Regions from separate parts of the Mus musculus genome. Here all the other regions are linked to region 1. The links are chromatin contacts, called in public HiCAR-type, HiChIP or PLAC-seq and promoter capture Hi-C maps. All regions are on one chromosome and are shown on one strand. Each heading gives the region's core, a stretch centred on a gene start, on an enhancer-like site or on the middle of the called end of the contact. The rest is flanking DNA. Distances are from core to core; before and after follow the strand shown. Region 1 holds the start of Irx6 (Iroquois homeobox 6). Region 2 holds the start of Rbl2 (RB transcriptional corepressor like 2). Region 3 holds the start of Aktip (thymoma viral proto-oncogene 1 interacting protein). Region 4 has its middle 19 kb from the start of Gm36243. Region 5 holds the start of Fto (fat mass and obesity associated). Region 6 overlaps Fto (fat mass and obesity associated). Region 7 overlaps Fto (fat mass and obesity associated).

Region 1 (3,101 bases), core at 398-2,897:
ACTAACCAAATACCACCAGGTGCAGAATCTCCCTGCTGAGCACTGGCATAGGGATTTCTCGATGACAATTTACCCAAATTGCTCTTATAGATGCCCCCAGGACATTGCTAGGGCTCCGCAGTCCTGGGGAACTTTGGAAATAAGACCAAATCCTTGTCTCTCCCCCTTCTGGGATTCTACAAAGGCAGAATTAAAAGTTAGCCTTCAAGACCATCACCAACATGTCATTCCTGTCCCCACTGTACTAAAAGGGAATCCACTCACGGTCAGAGTAGACCGGTCCAGGATCCCACAGCAGGTCAAAGGTCAACCTGACACTGAGTGCCAAGAGGGGTGTGTGTGTGTGTGTGTGTGTGTGTGTGTGTGTGTGTGTGTGTGTGTGACTATTTTGGAGATAATGGAGAACAGTGATGGGCATTCTCAGACTTCTCCAAGGAAAGCCTCACCACTGCACAACGCCCTGGTTTGGAAACTGGAGGGAAGCTGAAGTAGAGAGCTTAGAAAAGAGTGGGATTTGGGATCGGAGCAGAGGTCAACAAATGAGCAGTGCAGTGCCAATGCGCTGAAGTCCTTTTGTTTTCTCCTGAGAGTACCCTGGCCACCGAATCTGTCCAAGGGTAACCCTGACTACAAGTTCCCTCAGATCCCACCCACCTCGCACACAGAGTGCGTTTCAGGTGGCACTCAAAGAGTGAAAGCTCTCAGACTGGCATCAGGATGTCAGCGGGTGCTGTGGCACATTTCCCGGTCCGTGCTCTTTCTGACTTCCCTTGGGTCAAGGAGAAGAGGAAGCTCGGGGATTACTGGGCATCCCTCTAGCCTGCCTCTGCCACCCCCACCCCCTAACTCTACTCACCTGGGATGTGCTGCCATACGGGTGTCCAAAAGGTGAAAAGGCCATAGCAGGGCGTCTTCAGGGACTTGAGTCCCTCTTTCCTTTCGAGTCCCTTGCTCAGCTCTGTGATTCGATGACCCCAGCAGCGCAGCGCAGCGTCTGGTTTTCTTACAGGGCTGCAGGAGCTGGCCGCCAGTTCGTTGGCAGGAGGGGAGAGACGGGAGGCAGAATCAAAGGCAGAGGGGCTGCCGAGTTCTGCGATTGGTAAGGCACCCCTACGGCCTGTGGGTTCCAGAAGGCAGAGGGGCCCATGGATCGGCGGCAGAATTAGGAAGAAGGAGTAGGGTGCCAAAGGCGCGCAGGGGCAAGGTGAGGTACAGCGCAGCGTCGGGCTGTGAGGTTCCCGAGGTGTCCCAGTCCAAGGTGGCCAGAGGCTCAACGTGACGTCACGGTAATCCCCGGCCGCCAGAGGGGACCGCGGGCCCCGGGGCCCCGGGCCACCGAGTGTGCCAAGGGCAGCCAGCCCGTGTACATGCACGCACTCTCGGATACACTCGTTCTTGCTCTGCGAGGTTTGTGCAACGGGCGAGAAACGTCAAAGACCCTGACCCTCGACTCGCCGCTAGATCCTACCCTCTTTCGCCTGCAGCTCACGCGCGCGCGCGCACACAGACCCTCTCCAAATTCCCCGGGAGAAGTGGGAAATACGCCTCCCGGCGAGCCGTGCGGGCCCAGGGTGCAGCGTGCTCGCCTCCTCCCCTGCGGCCCCCGAGGAGGCAAGAGGCAAGCGGGGCGGCGAGGGAGGAGAGAATACAAAAGAAGAGCCCAGAGGAAACTGGGGGAGGCAGGCAAGGGGGGAGAAAAAGGAGGGAGAGGAGAGCTGAGGAGTCTGATGGCGGGGGTGGGGGGTGGGGGGAGTGGGGTGGGCGAGGGCTGGGAGGAGGCAGAGCCGGAGCAGGTGGAGGAGAGCAGGGGCTCGCAGGACCAGCCTCCAACTACAACCCATCTCCGCCTCTCCTCTGCATCAAAGTTTGTTGGCCCCTCCGTCCCGGGAGCTCTTAGGGTTGGACCAGCTCCAGCAGCTTTGATCAAGCCCCCCGGGCAGCCCATCTGTGTCCTTGGGGATGTGGCTTGGGTCTCAGTTTCCCCAAATCGTTGGCTAATCCCAGCCCTGGCCAGGTCCTTGACCTCTTGGGCGTCTCTGCAGAGGTCTGGCCCTGGGCTAGACCGACGAGCGCCCCCTCCAGATCGAGGTGCAGCCTCTGTAAGAGAGCTCCCATACACGCACCAAGTCTGATCCCTTGCATCTGTAGGCTGCCAGCCAAGAGTCTGGGCCATCTCCGCCAGAGGCCAGGCTTGGCTCCTTCCCGAGTGCCGCCAGCGGTGTCCGCCCCAAGCCCGAAAGCGGGGCGAAGGCTTCACGGCCCCAGGGCTACCTCTGCACTCCTCTTGGGGTGGCGCTGGCGAGCCGTAGAGGAGAGCTCCGGAGGGAGTAGCGCCAGGGACACTCAGCTGGGCCCAATGGTGTAATAAACTCCTTCGCTGGCTTTTCAAAAAAAAGCACCGATGCCTCTGGAAACAGGGGGTTGCTTGCAAGACTTCCGGACAGGGGTGGCCAGTTAGCAAGTGCTATAGATTTTGCACACTTACAGGCTGACACCATTCCGAAGACATGTCTAAGGATCAGGAGGGGCTTGCAGACTGGCGATGAAAGGTCTTAGGTGGCGCTGCTGCGGCACCAGGTGGGGTTTGCAATTCAGAAAGCCTTACCTTTCAGTCGCCCTGTCACAGCGCTAGTGCACTTGACAGGTCTTGGACGGTCCTAGATCTTTACTATACCTCCTCTAGGGGTTCCGGAGTTTGTTCAGGGACAATGTTTTATTTTTCTATTGAAACTCGAGACGGTGTGATCCAGGGGATACTGAGAGCTCTCAGTTCTTGCCAGGAGAAAGAGGCAAGGTTGGGGGCCCAGGCAGGAAGTCCCTCCACAAGTTTGCCTCTGGCCTCTGACTTGGCAAGCCACACCCAGTGACCTCTTTAGAATGGCACTCTAGGCTCAGCATCTGCTCACCTCTCACAGTTTATGTTTAATAGACAAGGAGCTTAAAGAGGGCACAAACCACAGATGAGTCTACAAATCCAGCTGCTGCCACAGGCCATGGTTACCTTGGTGAAACCTTGCTTTTAAACTGGGAGCGTCCTTGTAAGAAAAAGAATTATAGTCGTTGCCAGATTGACGTAGTGGTAAAAAGTCACGGTAATAAAT
Region 2 (3,101 bases), core at 201-2,700, 1.6 Mb after region 1:
CTCCCCAAAGCCGTCCTCTGACCAACACACACACACACACACACACACACACACACACACACACACACACACACTAATTTACTAAGCATCTGTTAAATGCCACTTGCATATGTGACACCAGGCTTCATATGACTTAGTCTGTGATTTGAAGTCTCTGCTATGTTATAATACTCATTCTTGCTAATTTACAGCGTCATCTCTAAGGTGAAGTAAGAATTCGTTTGGGAGTATTTGTGTCCTTCAAACCAGAAGTTCTCCTCTTTGCCTGGCTATCGGAAACACTGGGTAAGGAAGGCGGCTACGGTCTCTTCAGCCAGACTGCTTCAGTCTAGGAAATTTTCTGCACACATACACACATTGCTTTAGTTAAGCTTTAGGTAAGCACTTTGAAGTGGGCACAAGTAACAAAACTGCTCACACAACATAACTGAGTTTCACTGTGGTTAAAAACTTGTCCAGAGTCACTCAGACACAGGTCTAAAGCTGCCATGTTTCTTTTTTTTGTGAGTGTAACAAATGGAGAGAGGGGAATTCGATGTGTGTCGATTTTTAAAAAAATAGAAATAAACCGACTCAGAAGAATGGCACAAGTACATCCATATCATAGTTAAATAACACCTTGCTTAGCCTTCGGGTCGGGGGCCTCTTTGCTCTGCTACTTCGATAAGCTTCCATATATAAAATCAAAGGGTCATACGCACAGGCAGCTGAAAAACAATCCGGACTTCCGTGTCACTTCCCATTGGCCCATACAGGGGAGGTGCCTGCAGAGTTGACAGGCACTAGCCCGAATAGCCATTTTCGTCAACTGCAAAGCCCCGTCCCAAGAACGGAACATAACAAGCCTACACCTGGATGACAGCCAAAAAGAGTGCCCAAGTTCAGCAACAAATGTTGTGTGTCTACACCCGCTTTTCATCTGCCCGGGGGGTGGGGGACAATAAATCCTAAGCCATTCTCACACGTAAGCAAGCCTGAAACTTAATGAGTTTCCTCTGACGGCCGCAAAGCCAGGGGGAGGCAATGGTGCGGGGCAAACGACCAAGTGATCCTAGGGCCACCCCGAGTCCCCGATCTCCACGGAGGATCTGAGCACGCACCTCCAGCGTGTAGCTCTCGCTCATGCTGCGGTAGCTGCTCCAGGCCTCGGCGCGCGCCGCCTCGTCCATGTTGAGGCGGCTGCACAGCTCCTCGAACCGCTGCTGGATCTGATGGCTCGGGGACCCCGCGGGCTGCGCGCGATCCGCGGCGTCGCCATCCTCCTCCTCTTCCTCCGAGCTGGCTGCAGCAGCTGGAGGAGGCGGTGGCGACTGGTTGCCTCCAGATGCCATGGCGCACCCCGAGGCCGCGGCTCTTCAGATGCGCTCAGGGCCCGGGCCCGCAGCCATTCAAACCGCGAAGCGCCGGCCCGTCAGCAGCCTGTCCTGCTACTGTGCCGCCCCCAAAGTTCCTCAGTCCCATGCGGGCACCCGTAGGTCTGAGCACGGCCTGCTGGGAAATGTAGTCTCGGCCGGGATCTCAGGGAGACCAAAAGTCATGGAAGAAGAAAGCAAAAAACGAGCTGTGCATCATTTAGGGGTGAATGGACACGTCCTCTACCGTTTTAAAAAGCATCTCTCAATAGTGAGACCATTCAGAAGGCTCGTTTGAAGAGAAAAAGACCAAGAAATATCGACAGGATTTAGTATATAAGCCCTTTACACACATCCTCACCTAGAGGTCCTCAGATAGTAAAGCTAAAAGGTCCAAAGTAAAGATAATAGTTTGCCTGCCCTTTCTAGTCTCTGTTGCTGAGATAAACACGGACTGTAACCAACTCGGAGAGGAAAGGGCTTATTTCATTTTAGTCTTTACAGTTCATCATTGACGGAGGTTAAAGCAGGACGCTGCTTACTGACTTAGCTCCCCGTTGCTTTATCAGCTACTTTCTTAATACAACGCCACCCCCGCGGCCGCCACCTCCCTAGGCAAGACCCACAGGTCAATCCAACAGAGAGGATTCCTCAAGTGACACTCCTATGTCAACGCTATCAATGGCAAAGGTATATTGAGCTAAGAATTGATCTCACTTCACCAAACAAAAACAAAATAAAAAACCCTCAACCCTCAACCCTCAATCACACAAATAATCATGAATGTGTTTTCAAGAATAACTTAAAATGTATATTAGCTATCACATAACTGCTCCTAGATACGGCTAAAGTTTCTTACAGATAAAAGGAAGAGCGTAGAGCAGGGACATCTGAGTGAGTCCAGAGTGGACATGACCCTGAGCCACCTGAGGGAGGAGAGTGCGGGGAGGGGGCGCGGGAGGTGAAGGGAGAGAGGGGAGAGAGGGGAACCAGGTGCAGCAGCTAGAAGGCCCAAAGGTACACCGAGCTAGAAACTAAAATGTCTGGATTATATAGGAAAGCACAGCCCACCCCTTGAGCTGGAGAGTTTTGGGTAGGGGGCTGGCTATGGTAACAGGTAGAGGTTGAGGGCTACCAGGAGAACAGAGCAGCCAGGTCCTCTTTGATATGTTAAATAGGCACCTCAGCCTTTTGTCCCCGGGCTTGAAACTTTCCTATATTTATGATTTGAGGTGTTAAAGCTACCGAATCTCTAACTAAGCTTAGATATGAAGGGAATTTCAAAGAATTTGCTCACGGAAAAGAAACTTTTAAGGCACATTGCATGGGCTTAAGTGGTGAAGAGAATCTAGTGGAGATAAACACATTGATTGAAAAGGGCTGGGGAGATTCTCAGTGGCAAAAAAAAAATCCCTCACCTGAGATCAACCTGTATAACTCACATGTGTTGCGGGAGCAGGTGTTAAAAGCCAGGAATGGAGGGTTGGCTTGTAATCTCAGCAGCGGGGGGTGGGGTGGGGGGGGCGTGGAGGTGTGTGGGGAGGTGGAGGGGTGGGGGGGGGTGGAGGGGGGCGGGGGGGGGGGAGAACATAAGCTGGTGGAGTCCTGAGGAGAGTCTCACTTGCTGGCCAGTGAGAGGCAGGATCTGAAAAAGAGAGGGGCCTGGGAAATAACACTTGAGGCTGTTCTATGGCTTCTACACACAGTGTGCACAGGCTTGAAGACACACACCAATGTATTCAAACAAAT
Region 3 (3,101 bases), core at 335-2,834, 1.5 Mb after region 1:
ACCTTTGTGACACCGGTTCCCTGGTTCTCAAGCCCCTGACAGATCTGTGGAGGGGCTGACTAGAGGCAAGCTCCCCTGACGCCCTGCCTCTTGAATGACAAAAAAGGAAAGGAAGCGACTGCTGTTAGGTATGGTGAAGGACAAAGTTTATGGCAGATAAAAGGGGGTGCAGAGACAGAGGCAGAGACATCTGGGAGAGTGAACATCCCCAGACTGAGCTGCGCCACCTGAGGAGATGTGGAAACAGAGAGCTAGAAGGGGAGCTGCCAACCAAGAGAGGCAGCTTGGTCTAAGAGACTGGCTAAGAGAGTAAGGGGTAAACTGAAAGGAGCAGGTAACCAAAATGGCTGAGTTACATGGGGAAGGGCTTCTAGGGAGAAAGGCAGCATGTTTCCCGGGCGGGGAAAAATTAGAGTAGGGGCCAGACATATCTTGTAACAAGTAGGGACTAAGGGATGCAGGCCACAGTAGAAACAGAGACTGTAGGCTGCAAGTCTGGCCATTTAAGATTTACACAGCCAAATATTGCCAGATTTCTTCCTTCCTTCCTTCCTTCCTTCCTTCCTTCCTTCCTTCCTTCCTTCCTTCCTTCTTTTTTTTTTTTTTTGGGGGGGGGGGTTCAAGACAGGGTTTTTCTGTGTAGCCCTGGCTGTCCTGGAACTCTGTAGACCAGGCTGGCCTAGAACTCGGAAATCTGCCTACCACTGCCTACCAAGTGCTGGGATTAAAGGCGTGCGCGCCACCACTGCCCGGCGCCAGAATTATTTCTTAAGTACATCAGTGTTGTTCGATAATAGTCGTTACAGAGGGTCATCTTGGCCACTGGGCAGAATTATGCTTTTCTCCAGAGAAACGGGGCTTTATGTCAGGCCAGAACTTCAGGATGCTTGTATCCGTTAGAGACACGTTCTTTGATACGCTAATGTGTTTAATGGCTGGTTGTAAATCAGGGTTGTCTTTTTTTTGGTTATGGGAATGGAACCTAATGCACATCAATCCCCGGGAAGAAACATTTACAGAATTCTTTCTAACAAGCCTGATAACTTTGGATTTATTGTAAAGGTAGCACTACCTCAGCTAAATTCTACTCTGTGTCACTTATTGTCTCCTAAGCAAGTTGATTAATAAATCCCATCACTCCCACCAGGGAGCTGCAGACCTCCCTCTCCAGCCAGTGGCTCAGAGTCCAGGCCTGGATACCGGCTGACGCTTGGCGGAGCCAAGAGCTAGCAGCAATCACTGCCGGAGACTGGCTATAGTGGCTGCCGCATAAACCTCTGGGTGGGTATCCATGGTGACTGACACACGCCACGTCCAATGGCGGCCTGGTGCCTGTTTGTTTCTCGTCCCAGCCTCCCCAGGGATTGAAGCTTCTTTGACTGACAGCTCGTCCCTGGGCGCTGTTACGTAAGGGGGAGGTACGAGCGCGGCCCCACCCGAGCGGCGCTAACTTGATTGGCAGGACGGAGCTCCAAGCCCCAACACCTCCCGGAAGTACGTTTTTGATGGACGGCGAGAGAGAGCCATTCGGCATGGGTATCCGAGCGGAAGCGCCCAGTCTAGGGCGTGTCCAGGGCGTGTCCCGCTGAGGGCAGGGCGGGGCGGGGCTCTGCGGGAGAGGAGCGGCAGGGGCCGGGCTGCAGGACAGCCGGAGATGCTGTTGGCCCGCGGTGGCGCTCGGCCCCCAGCGCTCCGCACCGAGGGCATCCAGGTAAGCGTCTCACCTCTGGGCTGGTGGCTACCGAGTCGTCAGGACAGAGGGTTTGTGTCCGCGGCCCGGCGTTCGGTTCCCTGGGGTGCGCTAGGGACCGGGGCGACGGCGGCCGCGCGGGGACACGGGGGCGGGGCCGCACCTGTGCGCTGCAGGCACCTGCTGCACCCGAGGAAGAGGGCGGCAGGGTTGGTGGCGCTCTGCTCCGCTTGGTCTGCCCCTCCTGCGCTGGGTCCCGTCTGTCTGGCGAGGGGCTGACATGAAGCCCCAGGCTCTCGGCCTCGGCTGCAGACTAGCGGGCCCAGCCAGCCTCCAACTCGCTTCCAGGCTAGGGCCGGGCACCAGCCTTACATCACCTCGGGACAGGTTTGTCCAGATTCTCTACGTGCTCCGAAATGGGATTGTGCCCCGGGCCAGGGTGCCCGGCCCAGCTAGCTGCCCAGCCAGCCGGGCTGTCGGAGGCCCGGGCTGTTTACTTTTCCTCGGTCCTGTCTGGTGGCCTCTTAATGTGGAATTTCGTAAACCCTTTTTGGGGTGATAACATTAGTTAGCTCTGTGTCACAGAAGAACGATGGTAGCTAGGTCTCATTGGCCCTCTGCGGTATACTCACTGTCGCATAGGTGAAGATGCAGACTTCGCTCAGCTGTGTAAATGCATGCAATCATTTTTTTTTTTTAAGAGTCAGAGGAGCAGGAAGTCTGGTGGTATTTTCTGCGAATAAGGATGGAACCTGTTTTCCTTACATCTGTCATTACTATTGGACGATGTCATGCTATGCTTATGGTAGATTGCTCATCTAGCAAACTGTAGTTTCTGAAAAGTTGGCTACGGTTCCTTGTGCTTATGTTGCTATTGGAACCACTGAGTTAAAAATATGGCTGCGCTGGACGGTACATGGTACCTTTTGGAGGAACTGAGGGCCATGTACTGAATTTTTAAAGGCAGAAGACATGAAAGGTGCCCAGTGCCAGTACATTTACAAATAGGAAATGCCACGCCTCTCAAGAGGTGAAGAAAAACCTTGAGAAAACATGTGTGTCTAGGCAGTGGGTTACTAGTCCTTAAGGAAAATATATAGTTTTCATTTGAGCCAAACAGGAACATAACCCTCCTTGAATTTTTGATGCACTATGGTGTCAGCCACCTTTAAAAGCAGGTTTGCAAAGCCCTACCTGGCTGCAAGTCAGCAAGTTAGTGGGAGAAGTGGGATCCCTGTCCTCTGGTTTAATTACTGGGTGACACTGTCTCCTGGAAAGCACGGCAGCAGTTATAGGCACTGGCTGGTACCCACCCATGGATGCTATATGCCCACAAGGCACTGCTGATTAGAGATACTGGTATAGCATTGCTTCTTAGAAATGTGAGTTTTGACCCCTTTCACCTTCAGGG
Region 4 (3,101 bases), core at 448-2,947, 1.5 Mb after region 1:
CCCTGACTTTCCTCAGTGGTAACCTGAGATGCGAGCTGTGTACTGAAACTTTTCTCCCCAAGTTGCTTTTGGTCATGGTGTTTTCTCACAGGAATAGAACCCCTAACTCAGAAAACTAAAGCATTCCCCATACTGGATGCTTTTCTCCCTCCATCAAGGAAAGAAAATAAGGACAAGGTCCCCTTCACCCTGCCCTTCACACGCCATAATTGCCACTGCAGGTTTAGGACCCAGGCCTCCGTGAAATGGCAAAGCCCAGAACTCAAAGCCTGCATAGCCTGCATAGCCTGCATCTATCAAGGCCAGGAAGCCATGGCCAGCGCAGGGCAAGGCACTAAAGGTGCTCAAACATCCAACGAGTGCCTGAAGGCCTTTCCCAGTCTGACAGAATCCCCTGGCAGCTATTATTGTGGTTAGAAGGAGCTTTTCCCAGTGTCTGCTAATGACCTCCCATCCCACCCACCCCACCCCCTGCCAAGTCCTCCCAAACCATATCTGTTCTTTCAAAAAGAAAAGCCAGGGATAATGTGAGCCAGCCTGGGACATCACACCAAAGGAACAACAGAAAAGTCCACACCTGATGGTAGGTAAGGCAGAACTAACTACCAGTAGGGGCAGGCAAAGAGAGATGTAGGGTCAGTAGACCTATACTGTGAGCAAATCTGGTTGCAGAGAGGGGTACTGCATACCCAAGGAACCCTCAAAACTTTCTGTGGTTTAATGTGGATGCCACACTGGAGAAGTCCTGGGAGATTGTCCAAAATCAATTTCTCAGAATTTAGTGAGGGATTTCGTGCACAGGACACAGAAAGTTTGGAGGAGAAGGACAGTTGTCATCAGGGCTGGAACTGTGCAGAGGAGTAGCTGGCGACACATGCCTCTTCCTTGCCCCAGCCTCTCTGTAGGTATACAAATGCCACATCTACATTACTAACATTTGTAGCTAGATGATATTTCTTCCAAATTCCTCAATGCTTGAGTGACATTTTTCCCAATAAGTTATTTTTTTAAGAGTATGAGGGTGTTCTGAGACCAGAATGTTTGTGAGTAGCAGTTATATGGATCCTCAAAGATACATCTGTAGTGTGCACACACACTCAAATATTCTTTAAAGCTCTTTCTCCTTTTCTTTCTTTCTCTCCTCTCTGTTTCTCTGTCTCTTTCTCTCTCCCTCTGTGTGTGTGTATGCTGGGGATCAAACTCAGGACCTTGACTGTGCTAAGCATACACTTCACCACTAAGCTAGCCCCCAACCAAAAATGATTGTATTTTTATTGCTTTTACTTATAAAATAATGAGTTTCATTATAACATTTTCAGACATGCATATTATAATACTGTGTGTATGTTCACATATGTAGTTACATCTAGGCTCAGCATGAAGAGAAACACTTGATAACTGTCTCCCTTTCATTACCTTCTCTTCTTCCTCTCTCCCTGTGAGCCCTTTCTCTCCCAAGAAAGCAGAGTGTGCGTTCTCTCTCTCGTGCCTGCTGGACAGACCAACACTGCTGGAGCATAGATGCCTAGCACTGGAGCCTGCCTGAACGAGCCAGGCAGCCCCCAGCAACCAGAAATGCCCAGGTGCTAGCAGCCTGGGTGTAAGGCCTGCTGGTAAAGAGAAGGCACAATCAGGGCAGCAAGGCTAGGTGCCCTGCCATCTCTGCTGCCAGGCCAGACTCTGTCTCAGAGACCTTCTGGGCTACCACAGGCTTAAAAAAAATGTCTGCAGGACTCTTGGGCCTCTTCTTCCCCAAGCTCTGTTGAGGTCAAATGGGGGCTGGGGGGCAGTTAAAGGCTGAAGCCGCCACCACCATCAGCATCCTCCATCCCTGTAAGCTGCACAGCACACGGAAAAGTCTGCGTTTTCTGGTTGTTCAAACTCAGAAAGTTCAGCCAGAGAAGCGCCAAACATCTGCCTTTTACAGCCCAGCACCCCCAGCGCACCGCGCCGCGACAGCCTTTTGTAAGGCTATGGCTCCATCTACAGCCTAAGCAAGGAGCGGATGCACTGGGTTTCTCTGCGAGCAGCGGAGGGGTGGAGCACAGGCTCGCTGCAATTAACACTAATAAAGTGTTTTCTTCTAGCTGCACTGTTTATTCAACGCAGACGCGGCTTACGCTGGAAGTTATTTACTCAGACTATGTCTACAATAACAGCTGTTCAGAATATACCAGAACCTCTTTAGCCAAAATCGGCTTGGAGTCTCTATTTTAAACCACTGTTTGTTATGAATTGAGTTAAATATCCTTTTACCACTGTGTTTCTCTATTGTTGCAATGGAACCCATACAAGCCTTTAAGATGCCAAGATCCCATGTTCTTTCTCATTCTCTCAACAAACATTCAATTAGCACCTACTGTGAGGCTGGTATAGCATTGAGTTAGACTCCATCCCAGTCATCATCAGAAAGAAGGCTGCTCTGACTGGGTGAAGCATTTCCATATGGGTGGAGAAAGAAGGAAAGAAAAGACCAAAACCCTGAGTGATTCAGAAATAGAGACAGAGTAGAAACAGCGGGCATGAATGAGGTCCTTTGATTCAGGCAGAGGCAGAAGCCAACCTCATACATCAGCAACATTTTTATCCTCTTCAGTCATCTTTCCCTCAGAAGTGTAGGTAGGCTGGTCTTGGCTCCACACACCTGGAGCAGGAGGGGCCATGAGTTCAAGACCAGCGTGGGCTTGATCAGTAGCAAGTTTGAGGCCAGCCTGTGTCCAAAAATAAGATATAGTTAGCTGTTTCCTAAATAAGTAACTGTTTTGTGAAGGAAAAAAAAAAGATGAAAGAAAATAACCTGTCAAAATCCTACTGAGCAAAAATAAATTGTATGTTTATAAACATGTCAAGGTCTTATTTTTTTTAAGATTTATTTATTTATTATATGTAAGTACACTGTAGCTGTTTTTCAGACACACTAAAAAAGAGGGCATCCGATCTCATTACAGATGGTTGTGAGCCACCACGTGGTTGCTGGGATTTGAATTCAGGACCTTTGGAAGAGCAGTCAGGGCTCTTAACCACTGAGCCATCTCTCCAGGCCATGGCAAGGTCTCTTTACTGGCCCAGGAGAGATGAGTGCTCTCCCCATATGCATGTTC
Region 5 (3,101 bases), core at 326-2,825, 1.4 Mb after region 1:
GGTATATGCTGTCTGCTTCGGCTTAGATGAAAAACTCTAGAAAGCATAGATTCAACAATCATGACTGATCGCATGACTGCCTGGGGGTAAAATAAAGAAATCGGCTGTAAAGAAATAACTTTTTAAAAGAGCCATGCCCTCTATGCAACTGGAACATTTTGCATATACGTACAGTCAAAACTTATCAAATTGTTCACAACAAATGACTGCAAGATTCTCTCTATACACTGGGCCTTAACTTAGCTGAACAGAAAGTCAAGCAATCACTTACGATTACTGAGACATTGTCTAGGACTTAACACAACTACCTGTGCTTCGCATCAGCCAGTACTTCAATGTCTTTCACAAAGAGACTAGAAATGGAGCTAGGAGATTAGAGAGGGGCAGCTCCTGATCCCTAATGCCACCTAGGAAACAAAAGGCCCTGAGCAAAGGCCAACTTCTGCCAGACTCCGTGTCCATGTCTGTAAAATACATAACTCAGGCCATTACACCCAAGACCCAAAACCCTTAGATTCCTAACTGACTTAGGAATCTTACAAGACAAAATTCTACGACAGCAAGTACTGTACCTGTTTTATTTCCTACTGATCCTCGCTGCCAGTATTTACCTACCATAGAATAAGCACCAAACGGCATAGCCAAGGGCCTTTGGCCAAATGAGCTACAGACAAGAGAGACTTTTAAGATGGGCAGAATCTGTTGTGTCCACTGAGGGGGACTGAATGCTGATAAGTTAGAACAAATCAATAGGTCCCAACTTTGGGGATGGGGGAAAAGGAAAATATTGAGCTTCCAGTGCTCATCTTCATAACGGACTGTTTATACTCTACCTATGTAATATCTGTCTTGCCATCTGCTGCAATGATATGAAATAATTATGCATTTAATGTAGGTGTCTGATACAAAAAAAAAAAAATGCTGCAAATAAGTCGCCGTTGCTGTTACTGTCATCCCAAGGAGTGTCCACTGTCAGAAAGCTGAACAGCAAGGACGGAGTCCAGGAATGTACTACCCACAGAAGCTATGTAAAGCGTATCTGATGTGCTGACCACGCAGACAAGTCATCTGGCCATTGAGGCAATGCTCCAAATAAAAACATGTCACCATACTAAATCTGTGGCTCAGCTGCGCTCGAGCTGAAAACACACAGGTGGTAAACTGGTAAACTGAGGCTCGAGAGTGGCTACAAATATAACCAAGGAATAGGGACAGAAGCAGGACAGGGACATAGATGTCTATCTTTTCATTTCTGACCAAGACTAACTGTATCCAGATCTGCATCCAGAGCAATATGAATTCACAGCACAGACGTGCGCGCGCACACTCACACCACGTCTGCAGGTCTCTTGCAAACAAGGCCCTGACACCCCTTGGCTTAACGCCGAGCATCCACTCAGCCATCCCAGCGGGTCTGCGGGTCCCCTGCCTCTAGCCCGGGACTAACACAGAATCCCAGACGCCCGGAGCCCCACATACCTTAGCTTCCCGCTCTCGTTCCTCCGCGGTCTGGACGCGCTTCATGCTGCTACTAAAGCCGCCTTCGCCACCGTGGGCCGTGTTCCCCCTCGCCCTGGACCCCGCCTCCTGTGTGTAGTTCTCTCAACGGCTCTCTCCCGCCTGGAGCCATTTGCTCTAATACCTAGAAGAACTACCCTTCCCAGAATGCTGCGCGAGACTCCCGAGTACTCCTTGGGCTCCGGAGCTGAATTTCTCCAGTCAGCTAGCAGGGCTAGCGTAGTCCGCTACGCGACCCGCCGACGGCCCGCACCCTACGGAGAACTACATTTCCCAGTGGGTAACGGGACTCACTGTTTTCCCGTGCTCCTCTGGGCCTGCAGAGGCTCGCGCCCTGGGCGCTATAGCAACCGGTAGCTAGCTGAGGGCGAACGCGGAGGTGAGTACTCTGTGAGGTGGGGGCTAATGCAGGTTGGCTGGCTCTTCCGCGGCCTCACAACTGAGCCTGGAGTCTGTTCGAAGCCCAGGATAGACCTGGGATTCTTGCGTGGAAAGCAGTCCATCCCGACACACCTCCACATCCGCAGGCCTGCATCTGACTCGCCCTGACCGCCCGCCCAGCCAGAAACGCAGCTGATAAGAATTGGCAACCCTAAGTCCTACAACTCAAAGGTCCCAGTCACATTTCACTCTGTTTCCCAGAAACTGGGCTTGGATGGTAGAACCTAAGCCTCCCAAGAGGCTTGTTACTGTTGTTGTTGTTGGCTTGTTACTGTTGTTGTTGTTGCTGCTGCTGCTGATTGTCGATTAGTTTTTAAAAGGGGGTCTCCCTATGCATCCTAGGCTGGCCTTAAACTAGCCTTTTTAGCCCATGCTCGTCTCAAATTCAATCAATAATAGGTCTTGCCTCAAGTTCCCACCACCACAATCAGTTTCTAGTGGCCTATCTTTTATTCTTTATTACTGTTTCTCATCTGACTACTCCCATAGTCTGTTAAAGCCATTACAGGGCAGAGACTTTGTTTAAACTCAGTGCCTGGCATTCATTCATTCATTCATTCATTCAATAAATGATAGCGTTAATGTCTACTATGTGACATCAGATAGCAGAAGAGGAACTATTTGGGGGAGGAAGGAGACCAGTGAGAGGAAGCTAGAGAGATGGGGGGGGGAGTGGTAGGGGACAGATATAAGCAAGAAACTATGATATAGGTGTGAAAATATACTAGGTTAAAAATGCATGACATGACAATGAATTACGATACAACTCTGGGATAATGACAAAGGCTGTTGCTGTAAGCAATAAGCCACAGCAGGGTGGTGGCACACTCAGGACAAATTCAGAGTCTACTCAGGGCATGGTGACACCCGACTTTAATCGTAACACTCTGGAAGTAGAGGCAGGGAGATCTTTGAATTCCAGCCAAGTTTATATAGTGAGATGACCCCCCCCCCCATTTTTTAAAGAAAAAAAAAACACAAGGAAAAAATAGAGAATTTGAGGCCAGTATGTTTAGTGTTCTTGGTGAATTTCATGTCAGCCTAGACAGCCTGGGCTTCCCTTGAAAAAGAAAAGTTAGAAACCAGGAAGAAAATTAACACAGAACAGTAAGGGAAACTCTAAGGAAAGGTCAGTTGGACTG
Region 6 (3,101 bases), core at 324-2,823, 1.2 Mb after region 1:
TCCGCCGTCTCTTTCAATAGCAAAAATAATTTATCATGAGTTTATTAGAAATCTTTTTTTTTAAAGGCCTAAAGCAATGCTTCAACTTAATTTAGAAGAAACATCCCTTTTATCTTGGCCCAATCCTTCACTCTGCTGATAATGATCCAACTGTGGTATGCAAGGGAGACACTGAAACATTGATTTCTTTTTTTCTTTTTTTCTCAGTAAAGAACAGAGCTCTGGAAAATTCTCCAGATTGCTGCTCCTTTAGTTTACTGTTTTGTTTTGGATCTCTCTCTCTCTCTCTCTCTCTCTCTCTCTCTCTCTCTCTCTCTCTCTCTCTCTCTCTCTTTCTTCCTTTCTTCTTTTCTTTTTCTTTTCTTTTCTTTTCTTCCTTCCTTCCTTCCTTTCTTCCTTTGTTTCTTTTTTTTTCAGTATAAAATATAATAAAAAGAAGGTTCTTCCTCTAACTAACTGCCACTCCTAGCGAATGTGTGCACTCATGGACTGAGACTGGCACACAGCCATAGTCAGATATCTTTCCAGTGAATTAGTGATGAACTTCGCTGTGTGATCACAATACTAAACATTGCACTTGTTGGCAGGGTGGAATACTCCTAAATCAAATACTTCTAAAATAAAAACTGTTTTATGGCTGGAGAGATAGCTTAGCAGTTAAAAAGCACTGGCTGCTATTCCAGGGGACCCAGGTTCAATTCCCAGCACCCACACGGCAGCTCACAACTGTCTGTAACTTCAGTTCCAGATCAGACACCCTCACACAAATACATGGAGACAAAGTACCAATGTACTTAAAATAAAAAATAAATGACTAAACAATTTATTTTACAGAATTATGGAGTTCTTTTCTTACTTATTTCTAAGTCCTAGTTTACAGCTTGGTAAGATTATGACTTCAATGTCAGGTTGACATCTAACAATTAGGCCTCGGCAAGCAGGATCCTAAGTGCCTATGTAAAACATAACAAAAATCAAAAGTTCACACAAGCACAGTTGTACACACCCTATAAAACCAGCATTTCCTCCGCAGGCTTGGCTCAGGAACAGAGCTAGTCAGGCAGAGAGGGAAACTTCAGCATCTCCAAGTTGGCTACACAGTGCTCTGTACTAACCCAGGGTTTGGGGAACTCTGCCTCTGGGGTTATTCTAGGAGGGCAGTGGTGTCCCCTTCCTAGATGCTGATCCCCTCAAAGGCAAGTCGGAATGAGTTCAGAGGTGTGCATTCTGATGCACGCTCTTAAGCTCAGGCCTTCAAACTTGCGACTTGATATTTTCATAAGACAGGGATTACTGAAGATATTATGTTAGCATCTTCATCAAAACAATAACACTAAGTTGGCTGGCCAAAGTGGAGGTGACAGACTGGTCTCAGTGTGGGCAAGGATGATAGCTCCACAGGTATACATTTATTTCTCAACTCATCAAACTGTATATTTTATGCTTGTGTAGCTTCCTGTGTATCAACTATAGGTCCAAGAAGCTGCCGGAGAAACATTACTGGTGGGGACTGGTGACCACTGTGCACCCTGCAGATGAGTCACTGCTCTCTGCACCCTTCAAACGCTGTGAAGTGGCACTCTCCAGAGGTCAGCAGGCTTTTATCGCCTTTCCTCTACATTCCAAAGCCAAGCCTTTGGAGGCAGATCAGTGAGCCGAAAAGGGCAAGAAGCCTAGAGCAGGCCTTCTAGAGTTCAAATCCCAGTTCTCCCACCTAGTAGCTGGTGACCTTGGGAAAGTTATATAAGGCCTTTGGGCTCCTATCTCCTGAGAGTAAAAGTGAGACAAAAGTCATACCTATCACATGGAGTCACCATGAACAGTACTCATGAACATTAAACATTCTCAGCACTCATAAAATCTTTAGGAATCATAAAGGAACCATAAAAACAGCACGCAGGCATTTGCTGATGCTATGGTTATCCAAGCCGAGGCTCATCAAGTGGCTTCCACCTGCCAGCTTGCTGGCATGTCCAGGTCCCACACACCTACGTGCTCTGCCTTCTGACCTTGTTTCTACAGTTCCAAGACCCAGGATTTCCCCCCAGACAGCCCACCTCATCCTCTCGTCTCCTCATGGTCCTCCAACGAGACCAGCACCTTCCTAGCAGTCAGCGGTAGTGACCTGACCCTGATACTGATCTGAACGGTGTGCATGCGTAGAGAGGAGAGGAGACACTGAGAGTCCATTTTCTCCTTCCATGGAGTCCTTGCTTGTCTATCGCTTGTCCCTCATTAAGCCTTGCTGGTCCCAGGCATAAAACCCAGGTCACCAAGGATGGTAACAGCCGTCTTTACAACTCTGCCCCATCTTGCCAGACCATGACTTTTCTTTTCTTTTTTTTTTTTTAGGCCCCACAACATGGTTTTATTTTAGCCATAGTGATACATAGGGACATCCACATTTCTCTCTTTGCTAAACCTCTAGGCTATGGTGAGTAAAATCAGGTGTGCTCTGCAGCCTGGCCTCTCATCTCAGCCATCTATTTAGTGGCCCTGGATGAGTATCTAGCTTCTCTATACCTAAGCTTTCACATTTATAAGTTAGGGCTCACCATGCTGTCCACATCAATTGTTGCAAGGATTTATAATCTTGATAAGGAAAACCCTTTGAATGGTGGCTGGAACATAAAACCACAAGTGAATGCTGGGTGCTGCTATTAACCTGTCCGCACGCTGTGTCCCGGCTCATGTCTAGCAGGGCGCCCTCTGTGAAGAATATCAGAAATGTTTCCTGAAACAGAATTGCAGGCTGCTCCCATTATAACCTAGCACGGGCGTTTACTTGGACGACGTATACATTTGCCTGTGGAAATCAGACGGCTTAGGATCAGCACAGTGTGGTGCCCCAGAGGACGTGCTCAGACCTCACGCACTTACCATGCTCTCCATCTTCTTCCACAGCCCCTCCAGGTGAGTCATGGGCTCACACCACCAATCGGTGCAAAGTTTGTATCGATTGCCTTGAAACCAGAACTGCCTCAGCCACTCAAACTCCACCTGTGGAGCAGAACAAGAAGGTGGCGGTTATAATGTCCTTGTGATAGACCAACAAGGACAATGGCTTCCCCGCTCAAGTCTCCTTTGGCAACTTAATCGTC
Region 7 (3,101 bases), core at 393-2,892, 1.2 Mb after region 1:
TGCAGCTCCCTTCTAGCAGCTGCAGTTCTATCCACAAGTTTTGCATCATCAACCACAACCCTCACTAGACCAAATGTGCAGCCAAAGCGGCAAAAATGCAGCTTCCTTCTGGCAGGAAAGGGCTCCCAGTGTCCACACAGCACTGTGTGGGAGCATCTGTCACTTATTAGGATTTGTGTCTGGAGTTTGGGGGAACAGGATTTTCAGCTCCAGACGTCTCAGTGTATAAAAGGAAACTATCATTAGCCTGCATTCGTTTTCTTCTACCACCCCAACTGTGATCTGGAATCAAAGGAACAATCAGGGGTGGCTCATGGGAACACAGAAAGGCTGGGCACATGGATGGATGCGGACCTTTATCACAAGCAGCAAGAGGAACTGTGTGGGAGCCTGCCTTTGCCCTATGGGTCATCTTTTAATGCCTCAGAGTATCCTGAGGTCTAGAGTTAGAAACTACATTCCATTCCATTTTAGGAAAAGAAAAAGCTCTTAATTATTCCTACTCAGATTGTTAATCCCCTTTAAAAGCAACACCCCTGGTAAAGCACCTGGATATAAACAGACAAGGGTGGCAAGGAGTTTAACCTTGGCTTTAGGGAGCTCCTGCAGTTTGCACAAACCTGCATCTAGGAGGGCAGAAGTCACATTTCTGCCTGGATTTATACAGTGGACACGCTCTTGCTGCTGGCCTGCATGTCCACTGCGCTCTAACTTGCCACACTGACAACAGTTTCATGCTTTGATAGGCAGATATTATTGGCTCATCTTTGGGAGATAATTGCCTCTCCTGTATTGTTTAGTGGCGATACACTCCATACCCAAAGATGAAACCAGTTTACAGAAGCATCAGTGGGTGCTGGGTGCGGCTCTTTCCTGCTAAACTGGTCTCCAAGAGACTGAACAGTTTAAATTTGGGGTCTGGACAATGGATATTCTAAAAGGATTAGAAAAGTGGGCAACAACTGAACCTCCTCCTCCCTCCTGTGTTCGAGTCTACCACCTGCTGCGGTATTTTTGTTTCAGTAACAAAGAGGCCTTCATGTTTGAGGCTCATATTTAATGTGGTTGAACTGGCCCCTCGAGTTTTGGTTAACTCTTACGGGCCAGAAAAAGAAATATTTTTTGCCTGGCAGAACTCCTTTCCTGGTTGGCCGCCACAAAATCAATATGTGGGTCTGTGTGGGCACATGTGCGTCTGCCCGGAGACTGGGGGATACTCTATTTATATTTAATAAAGTATTATCCGTCAATAAGAGCTGCATGACATTTGCAATTTCATGGCCCACTACAGTAACAGGTGCTGTGGTAAACAGGGGTGTAAAGTGTTAAAGAGAAAGGGGATCACTTCAGAGACATTAAGCGGCTTTAAACACTGACAGCAGAAAGGGAAAATTTTTAAGCAATTTGGTTGGGTCAGTAAAAAGTAACAGAGGTCAGAGGAACAAAATGGTAGCCAAAAAATTCTGCCCATTGATAAATGATCCTACTGTTTTGTGGTTGGATGCACAAGGCAAAGGCTAAACAAGTGTTGTGTGGAAACAGAAATATGCCCCCTTTGTGGCTCTTTGACAATAAGTTACTTCAGCTTGGTGACCGCTTAGGGCCCCCATTCTCCCTGTAGCCTCGGCTGGGGTATACATTAGCGAAAACAAAAGGGGCCATTTTCATTGTAACCATGCAGAAGGGTTAAGCATTTGACCTTCAAGTATGGTGTGCTTGTGCTTGGTGGAAAGGCTCTTGACAATATAAACAAGAATTACTGCTGTTAGAGAAAGGGGACACAATTAAAGACAATCTCAGAGGCTTGTTGTACAGCTGTTCAGGTTTCGGCTCTGTCTGACCTCTAAGGATGCTACGTGTTTAAGGGAGACGATTTAAGATATTTTAGTGAGTCCCTCCCCATTCCCCATCACCAGCTTTCCACTGGGAAGACAAGATTTTATACCACAGCATTTCCCCTGGGCACCTTTGCCTTTCTAATCTGTCTTCCCCTTCTACCTGACCATCCCAAGGAGTAGGTGAAGGCTGGATCCACGGGTAAAAGGCCGGAATCCTTACCTTTAGAAACTTTTCCTTCCTTCTTTCTTTTATTGTTTTGTTTTTGCCTGAAAAGCAAAATGCTATTATAACTTATTTCCCAGACAAAGATATTAGGGAAGCACAGTTTTATTTTGTTCTACCACAACCTATCAAGAAGGCAGTTTTCTTTGTTGGCCCTTATTTCCCAGTTTACAGATGGAAGTGTTTAGATATCCCCCATCATAGTTGGAAACGGGCAAACAATAAAGAAAGAAAATATGGGAGTATATTTCCCTGAGATATCACAGAAAGCAGAGACTCTATGGTAGAAAGCTACGTCCTTTGTCCACACAGAGGGAAACACTTCCCGTTGTTTGACCTTCAAGGAGTCAGCAAAACACTACATTTCTTCCACAAATAAGACAGGCCCTGGGAAGTGGCCGTGGGAAGGTGCTGTCTCCTCTCATCAGGACAATGCTGACATGAGGCACTGAGGCCAGCCCACAAGGGGTTTGAAGGGACAGTGCAGGGCAGCAGGCTCTGGATGGGAGGGGGCTATGCTTCCTGCTTTAGGAGAAGAAAGGAAGTTGCTCTGGAGTGAAGCACTGGCCAGAGGAGACAGGCCAAGTGCAGTAAGGAGCAGGGCACAGGCAAGTTTTCCCTGTCAAACACAGAGTCACGGGGCTTTGAAGCTGCCCCTAACAGAAAACATACATGGTCCCCAAGATCTATCTACAACTTTTCCAGCAGCAATGGCTCCATGTTCAGGGATTCCTTGAGATTAGGGTCTATCTTATCCCTGACAGTCACTGAGTCTGACTACAAGAGCCTCATGAGAGACGAGGCCATTTTCCTGCCCTCTAACACATCAAGTCCATCAAACTTTGGTCATCAACTCAAGTTCGTCTTGTAGGGAACACAGCTGGTAGAGATGGTCCAGACTGCAGAGTATTTCACCAAGACAACTTCTCTGAAGCTGCTTCCTCTTCCTGGAGAAGAGCCCTGCCTCTAAGGATGATGGGTGAGACTAAGAATATGCTTGCAAATTTTGGCAGAATCCCAGTGCTACTTCAGAAACCTCG

What was found. Promoter capture Hi-C pulls out the DNA fragments that hold promoters and counts their contacts. HiCAR-type assays count read pairs that join an accessible place to other places. HiChIP or PLAC-seq counts read pairs in DNA pulled down with a chosen protein or histone mark.
Region 2: an H3K4me3 HiChIP or PLAC-seq map of embryonic stem cells shows a contact between it and region 1, with 5 read pairs. The contact joins the promoter of Rbl2 here to the promoter of Irx6 in region 1. A contact is called at or near these places in 2 of 39 promoter capture datasets (hippocampal neurons and stem cell-derived epiblast-like cells) and 1 of 115 datasets of contacts at active chromatin or transcription factors (embryonic stem cells).
Region 3: a contact with region 1 is called in a HiCAR-type map of astrocytes, with 3 times the contacts expected there. The contact joins the promoter of Aktip here to the promoter of Irx6 in region 1. A contact is called at or near these places in 3 of 39 promoter capture datasets (cranial neural crest, hippocampal neurons and maxillary cranial neural crest) and 2 of 115 datasets of contacts at active chromatin or transcription factors (astrocytes and embryonic midbrain).
Region 4: a promoter capture Hi-C map of frontonasal cranial neural crest shows a contact between it and region 1, with 10 times the contacts expected there. The contact joins the enhancer-like site here to the promoter of Irx6 in region 1. A contact is called at or near these places in 8 of 39 promoter capture datasets (the 3T3-L1 cell line, cranial neural crest, frontonasal cranial neural crest and 4 more), 1 of 484 Hi-C or Micro-C datasets (nephron progenitors), 6 of 115 datasets of contacts at active chromatin or transcription factors (craniofacial prominence, embryonic forebrain, embryonic hindbrain and 3 more) and 1 of 9 other capture datasets (embryonic stem cells).
Region 5: a promoter capture Hi-C map of second pharyngeal arch cranial neural crest shows a contact between it and region 1, with 8 times the contacts expected there. The contact joins the promoter of Fto here to the promoter of Irx6 in region 1. A contact is called at or near these places in 7 of 39 promoter capture datasets (cranial neural crest, embryonic stem cells, frontonasal cranial neural crest and 4 more), 3 of 115 datasets of contacts at active chromatin or transcription factors (embryonic hindbrain, forebrain and neural tube) and 2 of 9 other capture datasets (embryonic stem cells and embryonic tail).
Region 6: a promoter capture Hi-C map of hippocampal neurons shows a contact between it and region 1, with 7 times the contacts expected there. The contact joins the enhancer-like site here to the promoter of Irx6 in region 1. A contact is called at or near these places in 14 of 39 promoter capture datasets (the 3T3-L1 cell line, 3T3-L1-derived adipocytes, the C10 cell line and 8 more) and 4 of 115 datasets of contacts at active chromatin or transcription factors (embryonic forebrain, embryonic hindbrain, neural tube and 1 more).
Region 7: a promoter capture Hi-C map of cranial neural crest shows a contact between it and region 1. The contact joins the enhancer-like site here to the promoter of Irx6 in region 1. A contact is called at or near these places in 5 of 39 promoter capture datasets (3T3-L1-derived adipocytes, cranial neural crest, frontonasal cranial neural crest and 2 more), 4 of 115 datasets of contacts at active chromatin or transcription factors (craniofacial prominence, embryonic hindbrain, embryonic stem cells and 1 more) and 1 of 9 other capture datasets (embryonic stem cells).

The regions. Positions count from the first base shown.
Region 1 is chr8:92,672,835-92,675,935 of GRCm38.p6, reverse strand. Irx6 (Iroquois homeobox 6) reads right to left here and starts at 1,647. Exons shown (of 6, transcript NM_022428.3): 1 at 857-1,647. The coding sequence starts at 901.
Region 2 is chr8:91,068,406-91,071,506 of GRCm38.p6, reverse strand. Rbl2 (RB transcriptional corepressor like 2) reads right to left here and starts at 1,450. Exons shown (of 22, transcript NM_011250.4): 1 at 1,101-1,450. The coding sequence starts at 1,331.
Region 3 is chr8:91,132,510-91,135,610 of GRCm38.p6, reverse strand. Aktip (thymoma viral proto-oncogene 1 interacting protein) reads left to right here and starts at 1,584. Exons shown (of 10, transcript NM_001302266.1): 1 at 1,584-1,711.
Region 4 is chr8:91,189,892-91,192,992 of GRCm38.p6, reverse strand. No RefSeq gene overlaps it. Among named protein-coding and RNA genes, the nearest start is that of Gm36243, 19 kb to the left of the region's middle. Within about 2 kb of position 1,697, at least 13 of the 459 cell types and tissues checked have an H3K27ac peak or open chromatin away from gene starts, as enhancers often do.
Region 5 is chr8:91,311,999-91,315,099 of GRCm38.p6, reverse strand. Fto (fat mass and obesity associated) reads right to left here and starts at 1,575. Exons shown (of 9, transcript NM_011936.2): 1 at 1,480-1,575. The coding sequence starts at 1,524. It overlaps Rpgrip1l (Rpgrip1-like), which reads left to right and starts at 1,878. Exons shown (of 26, transcript NM_173431.2): 1 at 1,878-1,897.
Region 6 is chr8:91,485,058-91,488,158 of GRCm38.p6, reverse strand. It overlaps Fto (fat mass and obesity associated), which reads right to left. Exons shown (of 9, transcript NM_011936.2): 7 at 2,881-3,000. Among named protein-coding and RNA genes, the nearest start is that of 4831440D22Rik, 19 kb to the right of the region's middle. Within about 2 kb of position 1,573, at least 6 of the 459 cell types and tissues checked have an H3K27ac peak or open chromatin away from gene starts, as enhancers often do.
Region 7 is chr8:91,507,927-91,511,027 of GRCm38.p6, reverse strand. All of the region lies in intron 7 of Fto (fat mass and obesity associated), which reads right to left. Among named protein-coding and RNA genes, the nearest start is that of 4831440D22Rik, 42 kb to the right of the region's middle. Within about 2 kb of position 1,642, at least 20 of the 459 cell types and tissues checked have an H3K27ac peak or open chromatin away from gene starts, as enhancers often do. A contact at or near this core is called in embryonic stem cells, where this site is marked.